Regions from separate parts of the Zea mays genome. Here regions 1 and 2 are each linked to region 3. A link is a contact called in public Hi-C data. All regions are on one chromosome and are shown on one strand. The core of a region is the stretch at or near the end of the contact, and the rest is flanking DNA. Distances in the headings are between cores, read along the strand shown. Region 1 has its middle 80 kb from the start of LOC100502532. Region 2 holds the start of LOC103638861. Region 3 holds the start of LOC100382272.

What was found. A called contact is a pair of places that touch in the nucleus more often than the background predicts.
Region 1: a Hi-C map of ear shows a contact between it and region 3, with 2.9 times the contacts expected there. The contact joins the enhancer-like site here to the promoter of LOC100382272 in region 3. A contact is called at or near these places in 6 of 25 Hi-C or Micro-C datasets (bundle sheath, ear, endosperm and 2 more).
Region 2: a contact with region 3 is called in a Hi-C map of ear, with 4 times the contacts expected there. The contact joins the promoter of LOC103638861 here to the promoter of LOC100382272 in region 3. A contact is called at or near these places in 6 of 25 Hi-C or Micro-C datasets (ear, endosperm, leaf and 2 more).

The regions. Positions count from the first base shown.
Region 1 is chr9:112,463,018-112,465,717 of Zm-B73-REFERENCE-NAM-5.0, forward strand. No RefSeq gene overlaps it. Among protein-coding and RNA genes, the nearest start is that of LOC100502532, 80 kb to the right of the region's middle. Within about 2 kb of position 1,279, at least 17 of the 20 cell types and tissues checked have an H3K27ac peak or open chromatin away from gene starts, as enhancers often do. A contact at or near this core is called in bundle sheath, ear, leaf and 1 more, where this site is marked.
Region 2 is chr9:112,083,078-112,085,777 of Zm-B73-REFERENCE-NAM-5.0, forward strand. It overlaps LOC103638861, which reads right to left and starts at 1,342. Exons shown (of 9, transcript NM_001112598.2): 1 at 1,093-1,342; 2 at 602-923; 3 at 1-76. The coding sequence starts at 1,207.
Region 3 is chr9:112,211,931-112,214,630 of Zm-B73-REFERENCE-NAM-5.0, forward strand. LOC100382272 reads left to right here and starts at 1,411. Exons shown (of 6, transcript NM_001175023.1): 1 at 1,411-1,577; 2 at 2,049-2,402. The coding sequence starts at 1,521.

The DNA of each region.
Region 1 (2,700 bases), core at 29-2,528, 250 kb after region 3:
CCTAGAAAATTTTAATGTCATTTTTGGACCCTTTACTCGGCGTCGTAGCCTGTGGCGCCGAGGTAACACAGCTCGGCGCCATAGGCTATGGCGCCGAGGTACGTGTTGAGTTGGCACAAACGGATGTCGTGGCGCCGACGTGGTACCGAGCTCGGCGCCATAGATCATGGCGCCGAGCTCTATTCTGTACAGAAAACTTGTCTAGCTCAGTTGGTAAAATACAAGGCTCTAAACCTTGTGGTTGTGGGTTCGAGCCCCACGGTGGGTGTTTTTTTAATACTTTTTGTCTTTGTCACATTTTTTTGTTGTCCATATTTTTCGTTTATGTCGCTGATTTATCCGTCGTGATTTATTTCTCATCCAGTTTTATTTTTGTGACTGATTTGTTTATTCGTCCAGATTTTTTTTATCCTGCGAGCACAACAGCTGTATATGCAGTAAATTCTAAAATATATCATCCATGAGACAAGTATATAATGGAGTATACTTTTATTTAGTGCAGAAGAAAAAAAGATGATTATGTGTGCTTCTTTTTACTGGGAATATGTTATTATGTATTTAAAATTTATGTTCAAAAGAACTCAATGAAAATATAATATTTTTATTTGATCACGATTGAAGTAAGAGTGTTCTCATTTGATTTTTATTGTGGTTAGCTGAGCAAACAAGGGGAGAAGTTGACGGCTTGTGAGCACTGTGGCACACAGCTGCTGTGCTCGCCGGATAAAAAAATTTGGACGAATAAACAAATCAGTCACAAAAATAAAACTGGATGAGAAATAAATCAGGACAAACAAATCAGCGACATAAACAAAAAATATGGACAACAAAAAAAACAAAAAAGTGACAAAGACAAAAAGTATTAAAAAAAACCACCCACCATGGGGCTTGAACCCGCAACCATAAGGTTAAGGGTCTTGTATTTTACCAACTAAGCTAGATAAGTTTTCTGTATAGAATAGAGCTCGGCGCCATAATCTATGGCGCCGAGCTCGGCACCACGTCGGCGCCACGACATCCGTTTGTGCCAACGCAACACGTACCTCGGCGCCATAGCCTATGGCGCCGAGCTGTGTTACCTCGGCGCCACAGGCTACGGCGCCGAGTAAAGGGTCCAAAAATGACATTAAAATTTTCTAGGGTCCAAACGTGAATTTTTTTCCGATAAAGGACCAAAATGCAAAAAATTCGGAGGGCATGCAGGCTACTGCAGTATAGAGGGCCTGCTGCTGTGCCTGGGCTGCATGTCGACTCAAGGCAGCATGCGAGCGCGGCAGTCACAAGACGATGGGCTTCTCTCTCTGCTCTCAATCTCAATTCTCAACTTCTCCGGGCCTCCTGGGCTCAACCATCGGCTGCTGTGTTGCCAAAAGCATCTGCCGGCTCTTTTGCTTTCTTTCTTTTCTTAACAATAATCCACCTCAGGACTGGGTCGGTTAGATGTTAATTCATATGGATTGGATATAATTAAGTCAGTTTAAATTTATAGCAAGTTAAAATCTGCTTCAATACATCTTAGTCCGCTTCAATCCTTCAATCAATGTGAAAAAGAAATAATCGAACAAAGCCTGACACGGACAGGTATACACGCCATGCATGCCAAGATGGGCGCAAACAGGGACAGACCCAGAACAAAACAAAAATGAAGGCACACTTCTAAGGATAGACACCAAAATATTAGAGCGAGGACATTTTAGTTAGGTTCAGCAGAAGATTTAATGGTAAAAAATCTAGACACTAATACTTACAATAAAGAAATAAGCGAGGCCTAGACCCTCACCCCCTTATATGTAGGTCGCGCAGACAGCGGATCCTAGCCATCACTTATCGCCAACGCAAGGGCAAGACTGTGAAACAAACTTAGAACGGCTCTTGGGTGCAGGCAGGAGCCGTCTATTTGATCAATCACTCGGCCGGCCTTTGTATCTGTCTCTGTCGATGTATGCATGTGACTTGGAAGCCAGGGATCGTGAGCTCCCCTCAATTATTGGGCCTCTTTTATGTCTGTCCGAATCTCGTGGAGCTTGGAGCCATATGCCTGGTCACTTGGCACGACAGACAGGGAGGCCACCTGTCGCGGGCATGGCCACATTGCTTGCCTGCGCTCATCGCCATTTCTCCGAGTCACAGATTATTCTATGCGATTAATCGCGCATCAAGCTGGAGCACTCCTGTGATAGCTAGTGACTTGGTACGTGATCGCCTGATGGGGTGATCCAGATCTGGTCAACACTAGTACTATCATTCATTCCTCATGATCCTGTCTCCATTCTCACCCACCTTTCTGGTATAACTACCCCCGTTCTATTGCAATTGTTATTGTTATATTAATATTGGTGCTTGTGAGCCATGCCGTGAGGCGAGACTTTTTATCTGGCTTTCATTTGGTTACTTCTCCCACCCCAGAGAGAATCAAATCTTTATCTTTACTTAATACAATGAGCGAATAAATTTTCTCTACGACGAGAAATAAATATTTTAAAAATAGGGTGTAGGGATTCGAATGCTACCCACTAGTTTTAAGTGCTCGGTTTCTACCATTACAACTCATGTCTATTTATGTTATATGAATGTAAAAGTACATACTAATAATTTTAAAATACAAAAAATATAACCATATTTTAATAAATATCTTATTTAAACTAGATCTATCTATATGATATGATATATATAAAGACCTTAGCAATTTACAAGCAACTA
Region 2 (2,700 bases), core at 92-2,591, 130 kb before region 3:
TCCTTTGCGGCTTTGGCCCTCCCGGCGGCAGCTGTTGTCCCACAGGTGCGCCTCATATCTCCCCGTCCACCGGTGCCTGAAGCATTACCCAATATCAGGGTCGGGCCTTAGACATGTGCGACAAGTGTTATCTAGTAAACCTTTTACAATTCAGAATACATGAATTCTATTACAATGTAATTTCGATTCCCCTGCCCAATATACACAATAGAAGAAACAGATTATCACCACACAGATTTGAATCCAAATAAGCGATGTGGCAGGGCCGCAGGTGTATGCTAAAGAGGGATCAAGCAATAGTGATATAAAATAAATAAATCTAAAGTCAAACAAGACGCAAATTACTCAGTCCACGCGTGCATATATAGAGTTTATTAGGACAAAATACAGTAATTTTATTACAGGCCACGGATTCATCATCGCACATTCATAATTTGACCATTCATACTCATACAAAAGTAACATAAAACAACTTACATAAGAACTAGTAAAAGTAGCGCCGCTCTCATGCATAAGAACTAGGTATATGGCCGGTTCATCAAGATTTGGGCTGAGATGCATGCATGCGTGTGAGTCGGAGGACGTCGTCCGGTCTACTAACCTGGTGACGCCACGGTAGATGGATGTGCGCTGGCCGAACGTCTCGGCGGGCCGCCTCGCCTGGTCGGACTCCGCCCCGGCCACGTCCGTCGACGACATGGCCGCCACGGTCACCGCGCCGGGGTTCTCCACCGTCGTCCCAGCTGGCGCCGCCGGGTAGTGGCGCAAGAACCTGGCTGTGATGCTGCCCAGCTCGCCGCACACAAGCTGGTGATCCTGATCTGCAGCCGCCGCCGGCTGCGGCGGGGCGCCGGCGCCACCGACGCCGCCGAGGAAGTCCTCCACCGTCCTCGGGGACTCCTCCACTGCGCCCTGCTCGTCTCCTACTTGTGTATGAGAACGCACATGCATGGAGAAGACGATCGCTGAGTACATACGTGCGGTGGTGGCAAATAAAAACATCCAGTAGTGCACTCGATCGAGCTTCTTAATTATATTAGTAGTACTGTACATATATGCAGGGAAGAAGACATGAGTAGCAGTACGTCTTACCAAGAGGAGTACCGGAGGAGTTAGAGAAGGCTTCGAGTAGGCCATGGTGGTAGTTGTTGGAGAGGGAGAAGGAGAGCCAATGGTGGGGATAAGCTGAGCTCATGTCCATGTCCATGGAGATCGATCTGCTATAGCTACTGCCTTGTTCACCAGTGAAGAATGAAGCTATACGATAGAATTGAAGGCGCTAGTGCAGCCGTGGGAGGGAATGTGAGCTACCGATGTTGATGTAGACCTGTGCTGCTGTGTGCGTGCTTAGGGGAAGAATGAGAGAATACTATGAGCGATAGTATATATATAGACTCATGTAGAGAAGTTGAATGCGTTGCACTGTTGTAGCCTCAGCGCTGTCCCCTGTTTTAAAAAATGCAGCTCTTGCTTTTGAGAAGGGGGACGAGAGGCTGGCTGGAATACGGCCAAAACTTGATGAGAGACGGGAGGGAGAGAGATAGAGAGCACAAGGGCCAAGAAGAGTTGGAGTAATTAAAGCGAGTGATTTAGGGATAAGAGCGAATAGTTTAAGGCCAGCCTCGTTTCGGGAATCCAAAGACGGGGAGAGTAATGGGCGACAACGTGGAGGTGTTCCATGGGGTCGTCTGGGCGGTCTCCTTGACCCAAATGGAGGCCGCTGTCCCCCCCGCATGCAGCCCTAGCTAGCTGCCTTTTTGTTTGCCATCTACGCAAAACCCTCGCGTGCTGGAGCAGGAGCAGGACTACTGTATTCGATCGAGATGATCAGCTCAGCTGAACAGCTGCATTGTTTTCGCTTGGAGTGTTACTAATACATTCATTCACAGGCTTGCGGTAGCACTACTAGTACTCTCAATGCTCCTGAGAAGCTTATTTCTGCTCGTAACACCTTTGTTTTTTTAGAATGCAGTGAACCAAATGGTGTTGGTTTGATCGTTCTCTAGCATATATACTACTAGAGATGGCAACGGACCCATTATTACCCGTTACTCGGTGGGTAATTACTCCATTAGAGGACTGATTTGATTGCAATTTTTGCATCCGCGGGTTTGATAACGGTAAAAAAAGAAGATCCAACGGATAGAGCGGGTTTGGATATGTATTCATTAAACCCTTACATGTATATCTGTGTATAAAATACCAAGAATTTTAGCCTATCTAGCCCATTAATTTGCCTGGTGTTGACGCCTTTTTGGAGCGCCAAACACTCAACAAGAACCGGTGGCGGTGCTCTCTGGTCAGACGCGGACGGTCCGCGGCCAGGGGCCGGACGGTCCGCGACCTGGTGCAGGAGCACGGGTTCCCTGCCTGACGGCCGGACGGTCCGCGCCCTGGGGCCGGACGGTCCGCGCGTGCGCAGGGGCGGCAGATGATCGCCGGCAGCGCCTGGATCTCGCTCCCGGGAGGGACCCCGTCGGGGAGGAGAGATCCTAGGAGTTGTCTAGGCTCGGGCAGGCCGACCTAAACTCCTCTAATCGACGTAGAGTCGAGGAGAGGCGGAGAATTTGGGGATTGGAAGGCTAAACTAGGGCTAAACTAGAACTACTCCTAAGATAAAATGCGAAATAGAAGTTGTATTGATTCGATTGTTGGGGGGTTCAATCGGCCGTAGCCCTTCATCTATATAAAGGGGGAGGT
Region 3 (2,700 bases), core at 161-2,660:
TTGATTGGAGAAGATTATGGGAGTTGAGAAATAAATTTAGGGTTCTTGTCCTATAGAGGATGAATAGAAGGCCCTTCGTTGAAGAGATAAAGTTGTCCATTGTCGGAGAAGAGTTAACCCAGAGTTATGACTCAGTGTCATGGTAGAAAAGTTCGGTGATTCAATCGTACGACGGGAAGGGCTTACACTAAAGTCCTACGGGAGATCGGTGAGTCTTAGAGAAACATTGCTAAAAAAGTTTAGTTTACAACTACAATTGGATTGTGATAAATATAATTTATAGCTAACTTAATATTATTAATTTTGTATCTTAAATATTAATATTTTTTATATAACATGAACTAAAAATCGTTAAAGGGGACAAGTGTAGTTTTGTATAGATCAGTAAGTACACGACACATGTGTCATCCTCCGTTCACGTTACCAGGGCGGTGTAGCCTTGTGACGCAGTTGCACACGCTGACAAAACCGGCGACATCACGTTCGAAAGCATGGTTAACAGCAAGCCCAGAAGAGGAAACGCGCACCGATCTCACTCTCACCCTGCCTCCAATGCAATAGCCGGCCTGGCAAGCTGGTTCGGTGAAAAGTGAAAACAAAGTCAATAGGACGTGCTACAGATTACTAATAGTACAGTCAACTCTCTCGACTGACCCGGAGTCCGTGGAAGGATGCCCGCCGTGGACACCCTCGAACTCGTTACCGGCTCCCCCACCGACATTGCGGCCCCATCAGTGATCTGTCCCCCACCAACCCTTCCACCACGCCGCGGCGGTATAATAACCCGGCTTCCTCCCCAATTCCGCCACTCCTCAGCTCAGGCGAGCAGCGGAGCCGAGCAGAGCCTCGAGATCCCGCCCACCATTTGCCCTCCGGCCGACGCGGAGCCGATCGCTTCACCGGCAGCGAGGACGATGGGTTCCGTCGCGGAGGACTCCACCGCGGCAGCGGCAGCAGCGGCGTCGGTAGTGTTCCGCTCCAAGCTACCCGACATCGAGATCCCGCGGAACCTCTCGCTGCAGGCCTACTGCTTCGAGCGGCTCCCCGAGGTGTCCTCCCGCCCCTGCCTCATCGACGGGCAGACGGGCGCCGTGCACACCTACGCCGAGGTGGACCGCCTGTCGCGCTCCGCGGCGGCGGCGCTGCGCGGGCTCGGGGTGGGCAGGGGCGACGTGGTGATGGCGCTGCTCCGCAACTGCCCCGAGTTCGCCTTGGTCTTCCTCGGCGCGGCGCGGCTGGGCGCCGCCACCACCACGGCCAACCCGTTCTACACCCCGCACGAGATCCACCGCCAGGCGGCCGCGGCGGGGGCCAGGGTGGTCGTCACCGAGGCCTGCGCCGTCGACAAGGTGCGCGGGTTCGCCGCCGAGCGCGGCGTGCCGGTGGTCGCCGTCGACGGCGCCTTCGACGGGTGCCTGGAGCTGCGGGCCCTGGTGGACGCCGCCGAGCCGCTCGCCGCCGACGAGGAGGTCGGCCCCGACGACGTCGTCGCGCTGCCCTACTCCTCCGGCACCACCGGGATGCCCAAGGGCGTCATGCTCACGCATCGCAGCCTCGTCACCAGCGTCGCGCAGCAGGTGAGAGCGGGCGGAGATCCTCGTCCCTCCTGCCGCCGCTGGCCTGCTCCCATTCCGTTTCGGTCCCGTTAGTTCTAGCGCGAGGAAATTTTTTTATTATTTATTTCAGTTTCCTGTGCCTCTTCGATTCGAAGTGGCGTGACGGCGCCCACGCTTTCCAGCTCGGGAGGATTTTTTCCCCTCTCCTACGCGCTTTTCAGTCGGCGCGAAATAGAACGATCATTTACCACCCCGTCATGAGCCGTTTAATGCGACAGCCTGTCTCGTGGCTAGCCTCCCGTGGGCCGCGGCTGTCAGTAGCAGTAACTCTAGGCAGGCAGGCAGGCAGCCAGAGGCCCAGAGCCAGCTGTTTGACAATCTCACGATCCGGCCCGAGATCCGTGCCGATGTACAGTACTCCGTACTAGTATTATGATTTTAATGGCGCGCTAGCGTTCAACTCGATTTGACTTGCGGGATGGATTTTTTCAGGTGGACGGCGAGAACCCGAACCTGTACTTCAGCAAGGATGACGTGGTGCTGTGCGTGCTGCCGCTGTTCCACATCTACTCGCTGAACTCGGTGCTCCTGGCGGGGCTGCGCGCCGGCTGCGCCATCGTGATCATGCGCAAGTTCGAGATCGGCGCGCTGGTGGAGCTGGTGCGCGCGCACGGCGTGACCGTGGCGCCCTTCGTGCCGCCCATCGTGGTGGAGATCGCCAAGAGCCCCCGCGTGGGCGCCGCCGACCTCGCCTCCATCCGCATGGTCATGTCCGGCGCCGCGCCCATGGGGAAGGACCTCCAGGACGCGTTCATGGCCAAGATCCCCAACGCCGTGCTCGGCCAGGTCTGTTCGCGCCCCCCACAATCCTCCACACCTCGTAACCACGCTTCACGAATCAACGAAATGCCGGTTTCGTGATTAAGTGCATGTGCATGTCCACAGTGGTAGCAGTACGAGTAGTATTATTATAATTGTACACTGTAGTAGCATAGTGAGCGCGCGAGGTAGTGAAAGGGATGAGATAGAGAGTTGGTGGGGGGTAGCATTAGCGTACGCCCGCGCTTTTGTCGTGTTTTTTTTATGGCTGCATGACCACTCGGGTTTGCTTGTGCCGCCTGCCAAGGCGACGTCTCAACCACAA